Regions from separate parts of the Hordeum vulgare genome. Here region 1 is linked to region 2. The links are chromatin contacts, called in public Hi-C maps. All regions are on one chromosome and are shown on one strand. Each heading gives the region's core, a stretch centred on a gene start, on an enhancer-like site or on the middle of the called end of the contact. The rest is flanking DNA. Distances are from core to core; before and after follow the strand shown. Region 1 has its middle 74 kb from the start of LOC123429715. Region 2 has its middle 230 kb from the start of LOC123429715.

Region 1 (5,251 bases), core at 631-3,130, 300 kb after region 2:
ACTTCACACATATTTTCTCCATGGCAACGATGCTAGCAACTAGTCCACTCGCTATGATGGGATCGCTCACCCACAACTCCGTGCTCATCGTGTTGGACACGACGTAGCGACCATCGTCCATAGCTGTCGCCAAGGCACTCCACTTTAACATCGTGTGATATGTGTAGTTGTTAACAGGTGATCATATCTCGTGTATGCAACCAAACAATGTGCGTAGTGCTATTGCGACGATGCAAGGAGAGGGAATGCACGCAACTAATCAGCATGCATATGATGGCTTTTTGTCTACATATGCTCCATGATGCCTAACCGGGACAAGTATGCAAAAGACCAAAAAATGATCCAGGTACGCTTGCATCCCTACATGATATTGGAGATATTATTAGGTGTAGCTTGTGTGCCACCATTTTCTTGCCGACATGCCGCGGGTCGAAGTTGTGTAGTGGATGCAGCCTCTACCTTGAGAGAGGCATGCCGTTGGTGGGCATAGTTTACACGAGCATGACGACCTCATCAAAATGCAGAACATAGGATGTGGTGGTGGCATCCCAAGATATCCAACCGCGGTTGCATCTCGCACTCTTGGGTCAACGCGGATTGCGTCGTTCATTCCATTGGCAAGGAACCACCAGCACTGGGTAATAGCTCGTCTACAACTAATATACCTTCAAATCCTCTTCTCTTATCCTCTCTTACCCGGTCACCGCAGGTTCCTCATCATTAGATTCCTCGTTGTCATCCCATTCACACGTCGTTCCTCTAGAGGTGGTGCACAACTTCGTTGCCAACCGACATGCGGTCTTGTTGTGCGTGATATCGCAGTCCACATCGTCGACACTATAGAGCTATGCAAGCCTGGCCTTCGCTCCTTCCGAGCTCGGTCGCAGTTTCTACCTTTAGAAACTCAAGCTCTATGACGATATTGTCCCCCGGTTCATGAGCTCTCCGGCGAGACTAGGAGCTCCTATTTCGCCTATGGGGTGCTCGCGAACATGCGAGCGCACACCCACATCCCTCCCGCGCGCCCCTCATAGGTCGGCCCATAAGTGGGGTTAGGCGCCCCATTTTTTTTATTTTTTCTTCTTTATAACAATTCGTAATATCAAAAGTTCAAAAATTTAAGGTAAAAGTGAATTTGGGGAAATTGTTGCACAAATCATAACATCGTAGGTTAAAAAATATTCACGATTTTGAGAAAATTGTTCGCGTATTCAAAAAAATATGAACTATTTAACAAATGTTCATAAATGTCAAAGAAATGTTTGCTAATTCAAAATCTCATGAACATTTTTTGAACTTGACGAACAAGAATTGTATTCAAGAATATTGGTTTTTGAAAAATGGATGAACTTTTTTTTGAAGAAGTAATGATTAAATTTTAATTAAATGAACATTTCTTGAAGAATCAATGAACAAATTTTGAATTTGATGAACATTTTCTGAAAAAAAAACGATAAAAAAATATTCAAATTTGACAAACGTTTTTTTTATTTCAAAGAATATATTTTGAATTTTATGATTTTTTTTTGAATTTAATAAACAATTTTAAATTTGATGAATAAAATTTGGATTCGATAAACATTCTTTTAGATTTTTGACATTTGCTGAATGTAACAAACAATGTTAGCAAATTTTAATTTAGAATAAAATTCGCAACAAAAGTGAAAAGTAAGGAAGAAACGAAAAAAAAATAGAAAAAAAGTAAAACAAAACAACAAGAAAATGAAAAGAAATGCTGGTTCGGGAAAGGTTCTAAAACCTTCTCAAAACCAGGAAAGAGCACGTGAAAATTCCGTAAACAAACTGGGCCTGCCCACCGTGCGAATAGGAAAAGCTTATTGGATGCTCGTTGCGTCCGGAAAATCCTATCTGCCGCATTCTACGACAGGTCGACCTTTCACAGAAGAGGTGCGACCGAAAGACGGGTTTATGCCAGCCCATTAACACCTTCACTGATCCCGGTTTTGAAAACTACTAGAGGTTTTCAGTTAGTTTTTTCCGGTTTTCAAAACTTTCTAGAAGATTTACTCAACTGTTTTTTTTCTTTTTTCTTTATTATCTTTTGTTTATTTTTTTGGTTTCTATTTTAAAAATATTCTAGATTTTCAAAAAATGTTCCGGAATTTGAAAAATATTCTGGAATTTGAAAAATATTCCGGAATTTGGAAAACTATTTCGGAATTCGAAAAATTGTTCGGAATACGAAAAAATGTTCCAGAATTTTAAAAAATGTTTCGGAATTTGATAAAATGCTTGGGAGTTTGAAAAATGCTTCGTAAATTGAAAAACTTTTCCGGATTTAAAAGAAGATCCAAAAATTGAAAAACTATTCTGGATTTTGGAAAAATGTTCCGGAATTCGAAAAAATGTTTCAGAATTTTAAAAAATGATTCGGAATTTGGAGAAATGTTCCGGAATTTGAAAAAATCCTCCTGTTTTGTAATTTTGTTTGAAACTATAAAAATATTATGGAATTGCAATTTTTTCCTGACTTACAAAATTTATTCAACAATCAAAAAAATATTTTGAATATAGAAAAAATTTCACATATTTAAAAAATGTTAATACTTCCAGTTTTGTTCACAAATTCACAAAATATTCACATGTTGTTTTTCACAAATTCTAAAATATTTTGGAATTTCCATATATGATCATGTTTTCCAAATTTGTTCACATATTCTGAAAATGCTACAATTTTTATATTTTGTTCACAAGTTTAGAAAATATTCCATATTTTTGAAAATAGATTTTAAATTAAAAAAACACTCAAGTTTTGTAAAAATAGTTTAATTTTGAAAAATGTTCACTTTTTCACTCTTTTATTTTTAGTCGTTGCCGATTGTTATTTAACACTAGCGCTACCATTGTTGCAAAGTAGGTTGCCTAGTGTAGTGGCTAGTGCATCACACGCATCTATTGCATGTCGAGGGTTTGATTCCGAGGTATTGCGTAGTCAGTTTTTTGCGATTATTCATTCCGTCAAACTGAATGAACGGGTCGGCCCAGGTTACTCGCCTCGTATGCGAAGCTCCACCTCTTTACCGCAGTTAATGACAAATAGGAGGTCCCGTTGCGTCCTAATGTCGGGGCTTCGCACAAGATAGGCGAGCGATCGTTTGGGATGGGCCGGCCTGTTTAACGTTTCAACGCCTTCAGTTTTCGAAACCTTCTAAAGGTTTCAGCCGATTTTCTAGCTTCAGCAAACTTCTAGAAGGTTTTTTGAATTGAATTTTTTATTTCTTCTAATTTTTATTTCCATTTCTTTTCTTTTTTTCCTTTTCCCTTTTTCTTTTGTTTTGTTTTGATATTGGTTTTTTAGTTAATTTAAAATCTGGGCACAATTCAAAAAACGTTAACAGTTTTAAAATTTTTGCACAATTCAAAAACTGTTCATGGTTTCAAAATTTGTTCACAAATCTACGGTTTCAAAATTTGTTCACAATTTTAAAACTGATCACAATTTTATAATTTTATTCACGAATTTCAAATTTGTTCATGTTTCAAAATTTGTTCACAATTCAAAAGATGTTCACATTTTAATAAAAAATGTTCATGATTTAATATATTTTTTTCACGAATCTGAAATTTATTCATGTTTCAAATTCAAAATTTGTTCACAATTCAAAATTTGCTCATGTTTCAAATTTTGTTTGAAATTTGAAAATGTTCGCGGTTTCATAAAAAAATCACTGATTCGAAAAATTCACATATTTTTATAATTTTGTGTACGAATTTGAAAGTTGTTCATGTTACCAATTTTTTTGATAATTCAAATATAATTGTGGTTTCAAAAAATATTCTGGATTTTCAAAAAATATACACAGCTTGAAAATTTGTTCACAATTCGAAAAATGTTCACACTTTTTTCATGTTGTTCATGAATTTGAAATTTGTTCATGTTTCAAAATTCATTCACAATTCAAAAAAATCACAGTTTCAAAATTTATTCAGAATTGAAAAAATGTTCATTATTTTATATTTTGTTCATGGTTCCAAAATTGTCTGCATTTTTAAAAAGTATTGTAATTTGCAAAAATTTTCTCCTATTCAATTTTAAAATTTTAAAACTTTAGAATTTTAAATTTTGTTCACTTCTTTTGAAAAATGTTAAAAATCTCTTGAAATTATAGAATTTTAGAAATGATTTTGCATTTGAAATTTGATTTACATTTTACAGTTGTTGTTATGTTCTTTAATTTTCGAGCTGGAAATCTTCCACTTGGAGTAGCACCTCAAGGTGGCGAGCGCTAGGTACACACAGGTCGTATGTTTGACTTGTTTATCTACTTTGCTTTTCTTTTTACGATTTTCAAGCACTAACTTGGGTCGGCCTAGTAGGATGGTGCCGTGTGCGTTCGGCCGTGATTTTGCAAGAAAGCGTGGCAGACAGGACCTCTCGTGTGAATGGGGCACCATGGGATACCCGCTAGGGCACTAGACCACACGAGCTCCCATTTGTCGCGTTCCACGGCAAATACATGCCCCATCGCATAGGGTGCGTCGACAGGGCCGGCCCAATCAGTGAACCGCGATTACGAGGGTGAAAAAATTGTAATAAGGGTAGCCTAATTGTGTGTTGGCTAGGAATCGAAGCCCGGACAACCTAATTGTGCGAGCTCATTCTAGGAATCATCTCATTGATCTGCGTGTAAGATCAACCTCGTCGACAGCCAGTTGATCATTGTGCCAGACCATATTAAGCCGTTTGATCCACCCGTCAAGCCTGTTCTATTCGAGTGTTTTCAAGTGTGTGCGTCGTAGGTACTACTTTCATACAGTTATGCACACATGACACAACAAAGTGTTTTTTGTGCAGCTATGCAGTAAAGTCATCTCGTATGAGTTACATAGCAAGTAGTTAGTCACCCATTGCCAAAGAATAAAAAAAAAGTCATCCATGCTCATGCAGCGACACGGACTACTTCAAAGACAATAGCGGAGTGGCAAAAATACATTTGTGAACCCAAACTCATTTGCATCCGCGTTGAACAAAGAAATAAAACAAATAGAAAGAGTTAAAAATCCAATTCTTTTAGGTGATAGATAATTTAATACGTGATGTCCACTCCAACTTTTGAATCATGTGGACATGACCAACTCTCGGCAAAAAAAGCAATTTCAGATTCTCTAAAAGAATACATTGTTCATACACTATTTTTATTAGATTTGTCTTTTTTCTGAGAGTTACTCAGATGTTCAAATGATACAAAAATTTGAACAAACCTCACACATCAAATTATCTACCACGCAA
Region 2 (5,658 bases), core at 2,117-4,616:
CACGCTATAAAACCGAGCGAATTGTACAGATATGATGAAGAAAAACTTACACTTCTGACCATTTTTGTAACAGCCCAAGCTAAAACACCTAGACTTGTCACAAAAAAGGGAAAAAGACTAAAGCCCCTAGACCTTTTGCTATATTTGTAATATATTCGTTAGGCTCGGCATCCTCTCCTGATAAGTTTTCCTTCACCCTTAGACTCATGTGGCTTTGGTTTGCTTGGACGAAACCGGCTAAGCCTTGGGTTGGGCTTGGATTCCCTTTAATGAGTGATACAAAGATCTTTTTGCTGGAACCACAATCGTCTTAATCGAAACAATACAAAGTTATCCTTTTTCTCGGAGTCCCCCCCCCCCCCCCAAAGATTTTTGAGTGCTCCAAGAAGAAAAAAAATCCTCGGTTCAAACGACCTTGGATAACAACTTCTCGGTGAGTCAGATTAACACCTAAGAGGGCCTCACCTTAAAAAGATCCAACAATTTGTGTATCTTTGGGACAAGCTTACCTCCATTCAGTTAGTCTCACACATTGTTGTTACGATCACGTAGAGTTTCACCTTGGATAGTGTGTATTCCACGTCCTTGTGCTACAAAGCACAATTTGAGGGTCACACCACTTCGACCATGTACGTGTATGTTTGGAAAGTTTGGGCGTTACGAGAAATGTAAACTCTTTGCTTGGCTTGTGATCCAAAATAGAGTTTGGACGGTTGATAGGCTTGAGTGTCGAGGAAGGCCCAACCGTATCATTTGTACCATTTGTAAGCAAACCCAGGAGACTTCGACGCATCACCTGTGCCACTGTCGCTTCTTGGTGAGGGTTCTACGTGACATCTTGGATTGGCTTGGCCTCTTCGGCGTCAAACCCCGGGAATGGGGCTTGAGGGGTAACGTCAATGAGTGGTGGATCAATGTCACCTAAGCCAAGGCCACTATAAGAAGTCCATGTCAACCATGTCGATGTTCATCTCATGGGAGCTTTAGAGGAGCGCAAGGTGAGGGTCTTCTACAACAACATGACTCCTTCATCGGTCTTGGTGTGCATCATGAAAGAGGAAATTAGTTTGTGGGTGCTCGTGGGCTGCTAAGTATTTGGGCTTTGTAATATCGCGAGAATGATGACCTTTCTTCTTGCCCTTTGTCAGGCTTTGATACAAATCTTCCCTCTTAATTAATGAAATGGCGAGCATTTTGTCTCGTTTTAGGAAAATCATCGATGCATGTGTGTTATGTGCCTATGTGTTGGTCGACGTTGTATGTATTTGTCTTGTCGACGAAGAATCTTAGGGTCTTATTTCTTTGCGTGTGGATCGGACTAGACTATATACTCGATAGGGGAGAAGATTTATGTCACGCAAGTGGGGGGGGGGCACCGAGTCCCTCGCACGTGCTTTTTCTTCGTGCATTTGATTTCCAATCATTCATACCTTCTGAATGAGAAGTCCAAACAAAGTGTTGTTTTCATATTCGTGTTTTTGTGATGAGGACTTTCTAATAAGATGCATTTTGAATAGATTTAGATGAGCTTCTGAAAAATAGATGTTAAGTTTGGATTCTTAAAATTTAGTACAAAATGATGAGTTTCAACAATTAAAACTTAGGCCTTATCGTGTCTGTGTGGGGATACAAGTACTTCATGAATCGCGAGGCAATTGAGCAGTTCGATGCGGCTTAACATATGCGTGCCTTCACATCCGTGTGCTTTCTAGTCAATTGCGTGAAACTATCACATTTGTGGATAGGTTTGCTGAAAACAAGCAACTCATTAATCCGTTGCAAAAAACATCGCAATCTGAGTTAAGTTGTTGCAAAAGGCATTGATCGGATGATTTGGTCCGTTTAATCACTTTATTACAAGTGGGGCCAGATTGTAAAGAGTTGACTTAGCAAAAAAATAACACACACACACACCCTTGGATCCAAAAAACCAAAAGCAATCAACCCCCCCACCGTGCCCTCACATGCACACCGTGGACAATCCCTACTACCAACGCAACTCAGTTGGCGCAGCGACGCATTGGCACCGTTGTCGTCGTCGTTGCTTGCGAGGAAGATGTGGTCATCGCCGTGTGAGCCTTTGAAAGAGTGCACGGTGAAGAACGCCCGAAGCAGGGCCGCAACCGCCTCCATTTAGCACCCGTAGAGCGCCTCTTGTGGCAGCCTTGAGCGCTGCCACGACGCCCTCGGCCTTGCGGCCAGTGAGATAGAAGACGACGAGCGAGCGCCTCCCTTCTCCCGCACATGCCGACGGTGAAGTCCATCGAGGACGCGTGCGTGGGCGCCGACCGCCTCCTCGTCCTTCCCCGCGGCCGTAGCCCTTTCCGTCGCCGACGAGGGCGACACCATGCCGGACAGGCGACAGGGCCACGGTGCGGCATCCCGGCCCGGGCGCCATCGTGCTGGACGGATGGCAGCAGCACGGCGACGACATGGAGTTGTGAGGGACGGGTGTTCCACGGGGAGAGTGTTGATTGCTTTTGTTTTTAAAATCTAGGGGTGTGTGCATTTTTTTTGCTAAGGCCCTCTTCGTAACCACTCAGATTATATTATCCAATTTTTATAATCTATTATGTATCCAAACAAGATAGATTATGTTATAAATTATAAAAACTAGATGGACAAATTAATAAGAACTCACAATCTACTCTACTCAACGAAAATCAGATTATGAATTGTCAATGACCCATTACCCTTGTAAAGTTGGAGATAATTACATTTCTACCACCACCACCCTCCTATTTTAAAAAATAGAGGACATACAGGTCATTATGCAATGTAAAATCTGAATTACAGTTTATATAACCTGACCTCCAAACGTGTTCACCTAGATTATTTTTATAAATCAAATTATATAATATATCTTCATAATCCAGATCATCATAATTTATTGGTATTCCAAACGGGCCCTAAGTCAATTGCTTACAATATTGTCTCACTTATAAGAAAGTGATTAAACGGGTCAACTCACCGACCAGTGCTTTTTTTAACGACTTAACGGAGATTGTGGTGTTTTTACAAATCTAATCACAAATGTGATAGTTTCTTGTAATTGACTCCGTAGTTTCGTACTCGGAAGTTGACCAATCCGGTCTTGTTTGCAGGATCATGTTCACCCCTGGCTCGCATTGCCGATGGATGACTGCAACTGTATTCCCGGGCAGTCCAGGTGACATTGGACGCCAGCAAGCGCCACGAGACAAGGACCCTGCAACGGACGAGACACGACGGGAATCGGTACGCGCGGCGCGGTAGCTGGCTGCTACGCGGTCGCCGTCCGCCGGGCGCGCGGCTCCTGCAGGCACCAGGCAGACACAGCGCCGCGACGGCCGACGCCCCAACCACGCCGTAACAGCGAGACGCCATCCTCTCCGTGCCCAAACAGCCGACTCTTTCTCCGTAAAGATTTCTTGCGGCGTTGCGTTGGGTTGGGTGTGCGGGTGCCGCGCCGGTCTCTGTCCCGCCGGATTCGATCATTCTTTCCTTGTCTGTCGGTGCACAACTTCTCCGTTGCTCGTCACAGAGCGTCGCCAAAGATGCCGGGTAAATCGTGATTAGCATATGATAGTTGGCACGTCATTTTGGTTAGGACCCGAGAGATCTGGTTGTTGCATGCAGCGGGCGTGGTGTGGATGTATGTGTGATGGGCTTGAGTAGTACTGTACATATGCATGAACGACTGGCAAATGCTCCCCCTCGCCCCTAAATAGCAGCGCACAGCTTGCAACATGTGCATCCCCTGCCCTCCCACGAATACAATCGAATGTCCAGCTGGCTACACAAAAACACCTGGCCGAACAAATGATGATTAAGTCCGGCGCAAAGATACAAAAAGAGGTGGATATATTGGCGGGACACGGCATGAGACGGAGAACATGGAGTCCGGAATCGTGCGTGTCGCTTTTGGCAAGGGCTAGACAGATTATCTTTTTGAAGCTTCTTCTTTTCTGGGACCCTGCCTCGCTTTCCTTCTCAAATCATGGCCAACCACTATTAGTATGGACCGGGGGCGTTTGATGGCATGGCGACAACACTGCACGCGGGTACGTAGGCGGCTACCCATGGCCGGTCAGCCCAACTCCAACTCACGATCTTAAATGATTCGTTTCGTCCGTTTAAGGATGATGATGAAATTGCATTTGCCTGGATTTATGAATATATTTATGAATATGACGACCACGCACGGATGTATTTACATTCATACACATTCTTTGTAACAGATCTTTTTATTGTTATCGTTGATTTTTTATACATATGGTTTGTTTCGTTTGTTTGAAGATGGTAATAAATCCGTGTTCGTCTGGATTTATAAATATGGCGATCGTGCGTCTAACGTGCGGATGCATTTAAGTCGCATTTGATTCGCACACAATTTTTATATCAAATCTTTATATTTTCGTTGTTGATTTTTATATACATTGGAATACATATCAAATTTTGACTAGAATTAAAGAAAACAAGAACTAAAAAAACATTTTAAAACATATCCAACTTTCATAACTACTGCTATAAGTTGGATTAGTGCCTTCTCGGTTCATTTATTGTTGATCTTAAATGTTTTTTTCTTTGAGTCTAAAAAATTAGATGTTGTTTCATCACATTTAGTCTGATCTTTAGCCTCTATTCTAGCAAAAAGTGCACGAACATCTAATAAATTGTGTGTTATTAATAGATCGATGTATTCTTATTTTCAAATTAAAATTTGCATCTAGCCTACACAATAAATATTTGAGTGTAAGCAAAATGAGCCAAATCGAGAAGCACAACAGAAGGTAAACTAGCACATACATCATCATTATTACACTTGATAAACACCCATTCGGGATGTTCCGGCGTTGTAGACACGCGGTGCAAGACCTTCAATGGACAGTCATCGCACTTTATGAACGACATTGGTGCGCCGACGAGCATTTGGGCCAGCATCGAGCCCGGACGACGACACTTGGTGTATTTGTTGGCGAACCGGCAACGGAGTAGATCCAAGCAGCTAGAGGCGGATTCAGTACCCGCATGTAGCCTGAAGGCGTTGCGAGAGCTGTGCGGGCCAGTACCCGACTAGTCCATGGCACGGCAAGGCCTCCGACGGCCGCAAGGAGCTAAAATCCGGCCGGATCCACTCCTAATCCGACCGCAGAATCCGCTGAAATCTGGCGGCTGGAGTTGGACATCTCGGGGCGTCGGTGGAGGAGCTGCGACTAGGGTGGGGCAGGGGCTCACCAGTCGTGTTGGACAACACACGACCGAGAAAAATGACAATAGCGATGGCTAGGGCGAGAGGGGATTGGGGCGGGGGTGCGACTGGAGGGGGGGGGGGTAGAAAAAGAGCCGCACGTGTCTCCAATGGGCGGGCCAGGAAGGATATGGGCACGCGCCACATGTCGTTCGCGCATGTCCGTTCGACCGCAAACGCAGTCCAAAGTTGGATCGGGAATGGATTTAAAACGGACCACAAACGAATATTGGTCTGTTTGCTCCCGTGCGTTCGACGGCCTGTTCAGTCCGTTTATCCTCAAGCGAACGCGGGCGGACAGAACGGGGTTGCCCGTTGGAGTTGTCCTTAGAGTTTTACAAGAACCAGACATCTATGGCACGCAGGCGAACCTCGGTCCTTACCAAGATTGACCACATGTTCCACTCCGACGATTGGGACATGCTCTT

Evidence for each region. Hi-C and Micro-C count contacts between places; a contact is called where the count stands out from the background.
Region 1: a contact with region 2 is called in a Hi-C map of leaf, with 4 times the contacts expected there. The contact joins two enhancer-like sites. A contact is called at or near these places in 6 of 6 Hi-C or Micro-C datasets (leaf, seedling and an unstated tissue).

Annotation. Positions count from the first base shown.
Region 1 is chr1H:241,497,886-241,503,136 of MorexV3_pseudomolecules_assembly, forward strand. No RefSeq gene overlaps it. Among protein-coding and RNA genes, the nearest start is that of LOC123429715, 74 kb to the left of the region's middle. Within about 2 kb of position 1,881, at least 2 of the 3 cell types and tissues checked have open chromatin away from gene starts, as enhancers often do. A contact at or near this core is called in leaf, where this site is marked.
Region 2 is chr1H:241,198,560-241,204,217 of MorexV3_pseudomolecules_assembly, forward strand. No RefSeq gene overlaps it. Among protein-coding and RNA genes, the nearest start is that of LOC123429715, 230 kb to the right of the region's middle. Within about 2 kb of position 3,367, at least 2 of the 3 cell types and tissues checked have open chromatin away from gene starts, as enhancers often do. A contact at or near this core is called in leaf, where this site is marked.